Linked DNA regions of Mus musculus: region 2 is linked to region 1. A link is a contact called in public HiChIP or PLAC-seq data. All regions are on one chromosome and are shown on one strand. Each heading gives the region's core, a stretch centred on a gene start, on an enhancer-like site or on the middle of the called end of the contact. The rest is flanking DNA. Distances are from core to core; before and after follow the strand shown. Region 1 overlaps Grhl1 (grainyhead like transcription factor 1). Region 2 has its middle 43 kb from the start of 4930549C15Rik.

Evidence for each region. HiChIP or PLAC-seq counts read pairs in DNA pulled down with a chosen protein or histone mark.
Region 2: an H3K27ac HiChIP or PLAC-seq map of thymic regulatory T cells shows a contact between it and region 1, with 10 times the contacts expected there. The contact joins two enhancer-like sites. A contact is called at or near these places in 4 of 484 Hi-C or Micro-C datasets (CD4 T cells, CD8 T cells, Th1 cells and 1 more) and 1 of 115 datasets of contacts at active chromatin or transcription factors (thymic regulatory T cells).

The regions. Positions count from the first base shown.
Region 1 is chr12:24,590,487-24,596,400 of GRCm38.p6, forward strand. The region is part of intron 8 of Grhl1 (grainyhead like transcription factor 1); the gene reads left to right. Among named protein-coding and RNA genes, the nearest start is that of Grhl1, 21 kb to the left of the region's middle. Within about 2 kb of position 2,860, at least 246 of the 459 cell types and tissues checked have an H3K27ac peak or open chromatin away from gene starts, as enhancers often do. A contact at or near this core is called in thymic regulatory T cells, where this site is marked.
Region 2 is chr12:26,300,646-26,306,559 of GRCm38.p6, forward strand. No RefSeq gene overlaps it. Among named protein-coding and RNA genes, the nearest start is that of 4930549C15Rik, 43 kb to the right of the region's middle. Within about 2 kb of position 2,351, at least 14 of the 459 cell types and tissues checked have an H3K27ac peak or open chromatin away from gene starts, as enhancers often do. A contact at or near this core is called in thymic regulatory T cells, where this site is marked.

The DNA.
Region 1 (5,914 bases), core at 1,610-4,109:
ACGTTGACGCCTACTTTTAGGTCCCAGAAACTTCACCATGAGGGTTCTTGTATTTAGGTGGAGTGGCATCTTTCCTTTTGTCTCCTTGGCTTAGCAAGAGCAAGTGGAGTTCCTGGGGCGGGGCCATCAAGGCTGGAGGCTGTAAAAGGGGTGTAGCCACTCTGGTAACTTGAACTTGGGATGTTTTGCGTGTGCTTGTGGGATGCAGGGCTTATGAGTTTAATGGCCATTTGGTTTTCTTTTCTTTCTTTCTTTCTTTCTTTCTTTCTTTCTTTCATTCTTTTTTTTTTTTTTTTTTGTCTAAGCATAGTGTTTGGGATTCATTGTAAGCGTGGTTGTTTGGTTGTTTGTTAATGTCTTTAAAGGGACTGAACACATTGCTTGCATTTAAAAGGATTCCTTTCTAGTGAAACATCCATGGGGTGCCATTAAAATCAGGCGGTGCCATGTTTGTTTGTATTAAGCTGGGACAGGTTTGGTTTGTTTCACAACTTATTTCCAGCGTGAATGGGAGGGCGGGAGGGAAGAGAGAAATGAGTCAAATGTTGTGCTTGTAATTGCAATTAGATGATGGGCAAGGGACTTAAAACTTAAGTCTTTAAAACTTAAGTCCCTCGCTCATCATCTAATTGCAATTACAAGTGAACCAACTGGGCTGCCTAGGCCTGGTCAGGAAACACTGTTACTGTGAAACTGAAAGGCCATGGGCCAACATGGTGGCTCAGCAGGCAAATTGCTTGTTGCAGAGCCTGACAGTTTGGATCAGTTACCTGGATCCACGAGGTGGAGGGAGAGAACAGGCCCCCACACTCTCTCCTTTGACCTCCCCCAACCCCACATACATACACTAAATAATAAATATTCCTAATATTACATCACAGAGGCGACTTTGAGTCTAGGCCAAGTCTGTAGCTAACTAGATTGTACTGGGTTATCTATACATGCCTAGCCTTCTGCTCCCAGCAGCACTCAGGGTAGCCATCTGCTTGATGTTCATGGACAAGGGTTTTCACATATGCAGTTTAAAGGTACATATTTTGGGGTGAGGAAATGGCTGAGTGGGTAAAGGGCCTGAGGATCTGAGTTCACACCCCAGGTACCACAGTAAAAGCCTTGTGTGGCTGTGCACACCTGTAACACTAGGTCTGAGCAACAGGCAGGAGGACTGCTGGGCTTGCCCATTGCTGGGCTTGCCTGTTGCTGGGCTAGCTCCAGATTTGGGAGAGCTCCCTATCTCAAAGGAATAAGACAGGGTGTTGACAGAGCAGGACACAATTCATCCTTCCCTCCCTGGCACACACCAACAGCCTCACACAGTAAATAAATAAAAATAAAACCCGGCAGCCAGGTGTGGTCATACCTTTAGAGGCAGAGGCAGGCAGATCTGTGTGTTCAAGGCCAACCTAGTCTATAGGATGAGTTCCAGGACAGCCAGAGTAACACAGAGAAACCCTGTCTTGAAAAAAACAAAAATAAATAAATACATACATATAAACGTATGTACATATAACAAAACACTAAAGTAAAAAATTTAAAAGTATGTCCAACAAACAAAGAGCCACATGCCTCTATGGAGTGAGGCGTCTGAGAGCAGAGCGGTGTTAGAAACACAGCCCATTCCCTTGAGGCGGCTGCTGCTCTGGTTACTAGCGCAAGGGTGACTCCTCTGTGAGGCATCTTTAAACACTAGGTCTTTGCGGCTTTGTTGCACCAATGTTCCAAGGTGTGTACACTCTGCAGAGTCTTAAGCAGTAAACTGAAACACACCAAATCGTGGCAGGTCTTTAGAGCCCACAGGTAACAATAGCGAGCATTTATTCAGCATGTGCCTCAGGGTGAGGGCCAGCTGAAGGTGTCTCTGACTGCCAGGGAGACACTTGGCAGCTGAAGAAAGCCTCGCTTTAGTAGTGAAACCTGCGTCCTGTGGAAGGAGTTTCAGGCACCCATGCCTGTTTAGCCACTGTTGGTGTTGTTGCTTGAGTTAGGTGTTTTCTTTGGGGGGGTGGGGAGTGGAGCAAATTTTTACCCTTCCTCCATTCTGCCACTCCCAGGAAACAATGAGCTCCTCTGTGGAGACTTCTCATTTGACAGCTTGTCACCCTAACCCTCCTTCTCGTGTTCCTTCCTGAAAATCCCATCTGTGGCTTGCTCTGTCTTTCAGTTGGCTTTGCCATGCCTGTTTAGTTTTGTTTTTTAGGTTTGTTTTGTTTTGTTTTGTTTTTTTGTTTTGTTTTTTGTATCTTTGCTACTTTTAAAACAGAGCAGAACAGCTGTGGCTCTGGCCTGCTGTGGAGTAGATATTTGGAGGCGGTGTGAGGCCTTAGAGTCAGGGGTTCTTATAAATGGAAGCCACAGGTCTCCCCAGCCTTTTGTTAAGCAGATGAGGACTTGACCCCTCTGTTAGTCCACAGACTTCGCCTTCAGCCCTTCTCGTGCTTCCAGAACTTTTGGTTGGCAGTCAACTTGCTGCTGAGTCTCCTTTGTGACCCATGTGCTCTCTCACCTGTCCTGTTCTGTACCGTGGGATGGAATGTGGTCTGTGTTTGTCTTTAGTCACGCCCCCATCCAATTCTGCATAGTTCTGAGCACACATTCTGCTTCTTTGGGACAGCAAGTGCCAAATCACTGCATCTGCCAAGTGTCCTTAGGTTCACCAAGTCTGGGCCGTGGAGCACAACAGAGGGAAGGGGAGCAGGTAGGTCCCTCCAAGGGTTTTCTCCTCCGTGCCTCCCTTTTATCTCGGTGACTTTTCCCCTGGCTCTCTGCATGGCACAGAAACCGAGACGCTGTGTGGGCGGTGTGGGAAGCGGCTGTGGCAACAGCGTGCTGACTCGAGCTTGTTTCCCCTTCAGGGAACGCCCCTCCTGGCCGTGGGAAGCCTGCGAGTCAGTACTTTTTCTCCTCCCACGTCCCTGCCCGCCCCACCCCTTCCTGCCGGGTCGGCTCTTTTCTTTTGATGGTCATTTGATAGTCTGAGAAGTTACCAAAATGCTCAGCTGCGCCCTTCAAGCCCTTGGAGCAGTTGGCAGTTCCTGGTGACAGTGTTCTTGTAGTTGTAGTGTCTTTAGGACAGCATAGTCACCTCCCACCAGAGCAGGGAGCAAGTGTGACGCACCTAGATTATCTGGAGCATCAGAAATGGAACTAAATGCTGCCGAGTGGGTGACTCAGTCTCGATACTGTCTCGGCTCCATACACTCATTAACTGCACGTGAAGTGGGGTGCCAGGGAGAGGAGGTGCACGGGGTGGGGGTGGGGGGACAGGGCAGGTTTATTTGTTTGTTCTGGTGGAGGTTGGGGGAGGGCTGTGTAAAGCCCAATAAATGATCCCTACTAATTAGACATTTGGCCAAGAACTGGATCTTGATTTACAGTTTAAAATCTTACACTATCAGCTTCAATTCAGGTACTTAGCCTCTTTGACATATACTAGGAAAAAAAAAATGGTGATTTTACTCTGTCTAGTTAGTGCTATTGGAAATGAGGGGGAAATATTACCAACGTTTTCATTTCATCTGTTGGACAATTTCTCCCCATGAAGAGCTACTTAGAAAGACCTTTGTACTGATTTGGGTGATTAAACTTGAATTTATCCTATAGTTTCTACTTTCCTTTTAGAAGATAGATTACATTCTAGAAAGTAGCTTATAGATATTATCTGTATTTGACTAAGTTGAATTTTGATACATAAAAATAAAAACAAAGGAGAGTCCCAGAGGCCACTGGGATTGTATCCAAGATGGCTGTCTCTGTGTCTCCTGGAGCCATGTGGCCATCAGCTAAGTCCTGCAGCTCGTTTGCAACAAGTAGGAATTTGGCACAGACAATCTGCTTGGTTTGAAACTGGGAGACCTTTAATTCATGCCTCATGATCAAGGTGACCTTCGGCTCCATCTTCTGTGTAGGTGTCTGTTTCCCCTTACCCTCCCACGTCTCCAGGTTTACACAGGTGGCTCTCCATGAGGGGCTAGGAATGGTCTGGCTCTGGAGTCCTGGGAGCTGGGCCCTAATAGGGCTTTGCCATCTCTGTCTCTAGTGAGATTATGAGAGCCAGGCACCATGGGTAGTGTGTGGCATCCATGGGAAGGGAGACATTGAGGATCAGTGCATATGGAGAATGTCAGGCTGCTTCAGTTACCATGGTAACCTTACCTAAGCATCTTCCCCAGTTGTACCCCTTACTTATCTCTGTCCTTTCCCCTCCATTGGAGTCTTTCTTGTGATGTGTATCAGGCAGTCAGAGCTTTTTAAGTGCATCTTTATGCATAGGTAACAAGTAAGCCAGGGGCTCTCAGCTCTGAAACCAAGCCTTTCCCCCAAGTCAGGCAGAGTGTAAGGGCAGAGCGCCATTGGTTTACCCCTGAACTTCCCTAGACAGGTATGACTCGTTTCTAATGTCCTTCCAGGGAATTCTACACACATTGTCAATGCTTTGCTACTAAGGCAGAAGAACTGGCTTGAGAGGCCCTATCGCAAAAAGCTCACTTCCCTAACTGTATGGTCAGTTGGCCAGTCACTCAGCTGTGCAGCTCCGGGAGGGGACAGACATACCGGATCAGGCAGCCTGGCTTGAAGCAATGGCATTCTCCAGACTATGGATCATCAGCAAAGCCAAAACCGTGTTCTTGGGTCTGGCATCAGCAAGGCCAAGCACCATGTTCTTAGGAGTTCCAAGGAAGATGCGTTTTCAGCCAGTGATTCATTGGCTGCTGAATATTCCAGCAAAGCGTATTTGAATTGGACTTTACCTTTCTGAGTACCTGTTGTGAGTTTAGGTGGGAAGGAGACAACTGAGCCTAGTCTGAAGAGGGAGCTAACATGGGGGCCCAGCAGGCATAGGGGATGGAGAAACAATGGTGGACTTGTCTTCTGCAACTTCAAGATCACATTGGAGATGGGGAGAGCTGTATTCCTTAGCCTGTCTGTAATTGCACTGTGGTGGGGTATGGGGTAACCTGTCCTAAATTAGTCTTAGGGTTTCTATCGTGGGGCTGAAACACCATGGCCAAAAGCAAGCTGAGGAGGAAAGGGTTTATCTGACTCATACTTCCACACTGTAGTCCATCACTGAAGGAAGTCAGGACAGGAACTCAAGCAGGGCGAGAACCTGGAGGCAGAAGCTGATGCAGAGGCCATGGAAGGGTGCTGCTTACTGTCTTGTATCCAGTGGCTTGCTCAGCCTACTTTCTTATAGGATCCAGGACCACAAGCCTAGGAAGATTCCCTACCCATAATGAGCCGGGCCCTCCCCCGTCAATCACTAATTTAAAAAATGCCTTTCAGCCTTATGTGGAGGCATTTTCTCAGTTGAGGTTCCCTTCTTTCAGGTAACTCTGGCTTATACCAGGTTGACATAAAACTAGCCAGCACAATTATTAAGAAAAGTCCAGAGCTGAAAAGATGGTATACTTGGTGACCTAGTTCAAGTTCTGTTGCTGTTGAGAAACATTATGACCAAAAGCAAAGTGGGGAAGAAAGGGTTTATTTCATCTATAGGTTACAGTCTACCATCGAGAGAAACCATGGTAGGAACCGAAGCAGAGCCCATAGAGGAACAGTGGTTACTGGCTTATTCCTCTGGTTTGTTCAGCTACCTGCCTAGGGATGATGCCACCCACTGTGGGCTGGGCCCTCCTGCATCAGCTAGTCGTTAAGAAAATGGCCTCCAACTTGCTCACAAGCCTTGCTGGAGGCCATTCCTCAGGTGAGGTTCACCCTCCCCACGTAGTTTAGGTTGGTATCAAATTGACAAAAACTGACCAGCACAGTGGGTATAGCATTTGCTCTGCAAGTGTGAGGGCCTGTGTTCCATCCTCAGAGCCCAGGTAAGAGATGTATGCCATCAGACCTTGCAGAGAGACAAGCTCTTCCCAGGATGAGGTTCAAGTGGCCTGGGAGAGTCACTGTGCTGCCT
Region 2 (5,914 bases), core at 1,101-3,600, 1.7 Mb after region 1:
AGAAAAGAAAGAAATGCTAGAGCCAAAGAGGGAACAGTTATTTGGGACTCCAGAAAAAAACACATTGCACATTTCCCTCCATTTTGCTTTGGGTGTGTTCTGGATGAAGTTTGTAAGAGAAAAGGAATTCAGAGCCCACTGGGATGAGAGTCTCTTCCAGCCAGTCTAGGTTTGGGGGACAATGGAAATATCCAGCTTGTGGGACATCCATGGTGACACATAGTGGCATGTGTGCACTAGAGAGAGCTGTCTCTGGAGTACTTGTTTCTAGGCATCTTTCCAGAAAATAAAAAAGACAAAATCATCCAACTGCATCCTTAAGGTTAGTCATGTATTTTGTAGACTTTAAAAATCTTAGGGGAAAGAGAATGGTCAGAAAACAGAAAATAAACACAAGATGAAGCAGGAAAGAGAAGGGATCCATTGCGGGGAGTCCAGTCATGATGCTCTAATTGGCTGAGACTTCTGGATCATTAATAACTCTTCAAGGCAATTCTGTAATGAAAAACAGTACCTTTTACTTAATAGGAATTCAAGGCCTTAAACATAGCATAAGAGTACTTCTTCCATGGAATATTCAGAGCACTAAACAGTAACTTAAAAAAAAAAAACTAAACTCATTCAAAAGCAGGAATAGGGGCTGGAGAGATGGGTCAGCAGTTGTGAGCAATGGCTACTTTTCCAGAGGATCAGGGTTCTATTCCCAGCATGGCAGCTCACACCTGTGTAACTCCCACTCCAGGGAATGCCACACCCTAACACAGATATATATGCAGGCAAAATATCAATGCACATAAAAATAAAAATAAAAATATTAAAAATTTAAAGCAGGAAATAGGCTTTAAACACTTCCGGTTACACAGTCAGTCCCATTTCCTTCCTTCCTTCCTTCCTTCCTTCCTTCCTTCCTTCCTTCCTTCCTTCCTTCCTTCCTTCCTTCCTCCCTCCCTCCCTCCCTCCCTCCCTCCCTCCCTCCCTCCCTCCCTCCCTTCCTTCCTTCCTTCCTTCCCTCCTGACTTCCATCTTGTGATTTCTTTCTGTTCTCTGAGGACTCGCCACACAGCCCAGGCTGGCCTCAAACTCATGGCAAACCTGCTCCAGCCTCTCATCTCCTCCATCATTTACCTCCTTCCAAGTTGCTCCTCCAGGGAGCACTCTCTGTGTTGCATATGATCTCTGAAGAGATTGACTCCACCCACGGACCCCTTGGCAGAATTCTATGAGAAGATGTTGTCATCTTCAAATTCCATCCATCCATCCATCCATCCATCCATCCATCCATCCATCCATCCCATGTGACTGTGGAAGTGCTGGTAGCCAGGTACTCAATGGATGGGTAGCAGGCAGAATTTGAGTTCTCCACAGTATCGGGAAGTGTAAGGTCTTCTCTTCAGTTTCCATAGGACAGATGGGAGTGCCTTCCTCCTCACAGATGCAAAGCTGGTGTCCTCGCCCTTTACCCTGATGCCTTAGCACTCATTATCCTCTCTAGTTTAAATGTGACACGAACGCCCTTGGGCTTGTGTGCTTGAGCAGGTGGTCCCAGGTGCTGGTGCTTCCTGGAATCATTAGGAGGCGAAACTTGGCTGGAGAAGGTGGGACACCGAGAACGAGTTATAGCTGGTTGTGCTTCTTGGTCTACTCAGATATAAAAAGTCTTAGATGTAAACACCCAGCACCATTAACCTGCCCAGTCCAGCACCCCTCTTTGTCATAACCAAACCTAAAACATGAACCCTATTTTTGTAAGTTTTTACAATGTTTTGTAAATTTGGACAGATTTCTTGCATGCATGAGGATGATATGAACAAAGGGGACTGGGAGGGCTCTGCAAGGCTTGGTCAGGCCCCGAGTGGAATTTCAATGGACAGAAGGTAGAAAGCAATTGTGTATTTGGGGGACAATAGTACAGACGTCAGACAACCTATTAGTGTGGCCTGAAATGTGGCCTTCCCCCACTCAAGGGTCACTTCATGATTCTTTCCCCGGTGGACTGCAGGTTATACTGAACAGCAAGCAGGTAAGTGGGCCTATTTGGAACATGATTCAGCCACTCAAGTGCATAGAGGACTTCAAGGACTTTGGGCTGACGACGCATCAGAGAGAGCATGGAGAAGATCATCAGAACAGAGGTGAGGAGTCAGCAAGATGGGCTTGGAGGCCTGAGGTGCGTCCATATGAAACGGAAGAGGTCCTGGGTAGTTAGCATCTTGGGTAGGTCCTGAAGTGTAGCCAGATGAGGGGCTTCAGTGTACTGCATCTTCATTGAAGAACACAGTGCCTGCCATCTCATGTTTGGCATCATCAATTGTACTGTTCATTCGTGCCTGTCATAAAAATGCTGTGTCTGGGGACTGTCTCCCTTTAAACACTCTGGGCTTTCCCCACAGTGTGCATCCTCCGCAGGTGCATTTGTGGTTATTTTGCAAAAACGGAAACTTGCTTTGTTGTAACTTTCCCTCTGGGGTGGGGGGTCTCTTTCCATTGTCTCTGTCTCCTAATTGGTATTTGTTATAAATCCCAGTTTAGTCTCATCTGCAAGCTTCATTATGGTGCTGATTACCCCTTTGTCGTTAATAAAAACATTCCGTGATTATTTACCATCCATTGTGCACTCACAATGCCTTAGGAGCTCTGCAGAGGAGCACATTCCACTCTGGGCAGCCTCATTTTCTCATTCCTGAAAGGTTCTCCTCAAATGTCTGAGCACAATTGGGCTTTTGTCCTTTTGTGGATCCCAAATGAATTATGATTGAGGATATGTACGCTGGGTGGACTCTGCAAGCCAAATCCTCAGAGTCTCACGGAAGGGAGTCTACCTGCCTAACTGGGAGTTCCTCACTGACTGTAAAGAATCTGCAGTTAAGAATCTGTGCATGAGGACTTGTGGTATATGGTTCAGTCCATAACGTGCCCACTGTACAAGCATGATAAACCGAGTTCAGATCTCCAGCACCCACTTAAAGGCCAAATATAGCAGCATGTGTAGATAGCCTGGTGTTATGGGAAAGAGATAGGTGGATGCCAGAAGCTCATGTCTCCATCAGCCTAGTTGATTCAGTGAGCTCCTGATACATTTGCTGGGGCAGTGTTCTCTGCACCATGCTGCCAGGGAAAGGCAGAATTATAACTTCCCAAAAACTGAACACCAGGAACTCATGAATGTGTGACCTTGTCAGCAGAATGGTCTTTCTGATGATCAAGGTGAGTTTCTCCGTGTGGCCATAACTGTCAATCACAGGCACATGGGGGAGAATACCACATGCTGTTGGAGACAGAATAGGATTACATATATATATATATATATATATATATATATATATATATATATATATATATATATATGTGTGTGTGTGTGTGTGTGTGTGTGTGTCTGTGTTTATGTGTACGTGTACATATATGTACACACATACACACATACCAGCTGGAGAAGGTCAAGGGCTGTTAGATACTACTACCAAGAGGAAACAAAGATACATGAGTGATTCTTCAACACAGTCCTCAGAAGGTTCCAACCCTGAAGACACTTTCATCTGGGCCTTCCTGGCTACCAATCTGTGAGACAATGACTATAGGCTGTTCTACCTACATGGTGTGGTCCTTTCTTACAGCACCCAGGAAGCTCCACATCCCCTCAGAATCTTGACAAAGAAAGCCAAGTTTCTGTGCCACCCTAAGGTCACACTGGAGTAACTTTATTGCCAGCATACACATAAGATCAAGCCACTTGCCTGTGTTTGTCAGACTGGGCCTCTTCTTCAACACTCATTTCCTCGGTTAACGCCTATCCATCTGCAAGACCTAGCTCATGCATGGCATCCCCTGGACATCTTTCTAGACCTCCAAGGGCTGAGTGTCCATGTCCATGCCATACCAAAGCTGCCATGCACCTGTCATTCCTTATTCCAAGAACTGACTTCTGCTTCCCTCTTCAGACAAAGCTCTGTGACGGGCAGTATCATAAGTCGATGGTTAATCTTGAATGCCAACTAGACAGAATTTGAGGAGTCTCTAGGCAAGGCTGGGAGCCTTTCTAGACTGTGTTCACTGGGTGGGGAGTGATGGTGGTGGAGGCACTGTGCACTAACACTCACTTCTTTCTGACTTCAGATGCAGTAGGACAAGTGCCTCATGGTCTTATGACCCTGAGTCCCTCACCATCATGGATGGTACTCTTGAACTGTGAAGCAAAGTAAGTCCTCTCCTCCATAGCCTTTGTCACAGCAAAGACACGTAACCAATGTACGGAGCCCTCGGTGCCCATGTCAACAAGTTATCAGAGAACTCATCCCTCCACCCATGTCTTAAGACTATGGGTATATTTCCAACTTAAATACAGGACAAATAACTAGTTACCTGTTCCTAGATTCACCTTAGTGGATAAGGTATATATTATCCAAGAAAGTTCAGATGAGGCAGATGGAAAACTCCAGGGGACATGTACTGAATTTTTGGCTTTTTGTTCACTTCATCATGTTTATATGTAGGTTTGATGTCCGCAGATTCAACCAACCATGGAGGGGAGGATATCCAGGAAAACTTAAAGCCACTTCTGCACTGAATGTGTAGACTTCCCTCCTTGTGGTTATTCCCCTATAACAACTCCTTACAGAGACGCTGTGGTGGCTTGTGGGAAAAGTGTTTCCTATCAGCTCCTGTGTTTAAATACTTGGCCCCCAGTTGGTGGTGCTGTTTTCTGGAGGTTATAAAACATTTAGGAGGTACAGTGTTGCTAGGAAGTACTTCACTTGGGGTGGGCTCTGAGAGTCTATATCCTCATCTCACTTCCTTTTCATCTGTCTGCTTCCTCAGTATAGATGAAATGTGATCGATCATTCAGCCTCCTGTTCCTGCCTCCAACCCATGGAGCTCCTGATGTGCTGGACTCTATATGTCTGGATAATCAAGCAATTCTTTCTGTCTTAAGTAGGTTTTGTTCATGGGATTTAATTACAGCAATAGAAATGTAACTAATACAGTATTTCAATTGTATTAGGCATTGAGGGAAGCCTAAAGATGACTGAAAGTCCACAGTAGGATGTGTGCACATGGATTACAAACTCTTCATTATCTTCACATCTGTTTCACTATCATTGGGGACCCTGGAACCAATGCCCTGTTGATTTGGAAAGATGGCTTCCAGAAGTATCTGTATTATATTATGCACTTTTTCCAGCATTCAAAAGAATACCACTGGTAATTAAAGAGCCCTCATTAAAGTATGGCAGCATGGCTTGGGCACATGGATGGAGCGATGTCATGTGCAGCAGCCTTCCTGAAGATGTAACACTGGTTCAGCACCACAAGAAATAAGGGGGTAAGTCAAAAGCTGATTTACCACATTATCTAGATGAATTGAGCATCTGAGAGTTGAGATTACTCTTAAGAGAGTCTGTAATGGTTGGTCTTCATTGTCAACTTGTGGATCAAGAAACACCTTGGTCATTAGTGAAGAAGCACACCTTTGAGTGTGTGTAGAAGGTGTTTCTACAGACTAAGGGGAAATGATCTCATGGGCTGGTATGATGGTCAATCTTCAGGGAATCACCATGCAAACAGACCTCTGGGTCTACCTATGAGGGTACTTCTATTAGGATTTAACTGAAGAAGGCATCTTAACTGTGGGCAAAACTATCTCGCCATGAAGTAAATTTTGTTGAAAAAGCAAGCTGATCATCAGGGTCCCTCCCTCCATTGCCCCACCCCCTGCACTTGCTGACTGTGGATGCCCTGTGACTAGCTGCCAGGTACTCCTACAGTCACCTACTGATGCAGCTGGTATTCAAGAATGGATAAAAGAGGAGAAGAAAGCCAGCTGGGTGCCAGCTGTTCCCTCTTTTGCTTCCTACTTGGTTGAGATGTAAAGAGTCACAGCGACACACTCTTGCTGCTAAGGACTCTGCCATCTATTTAC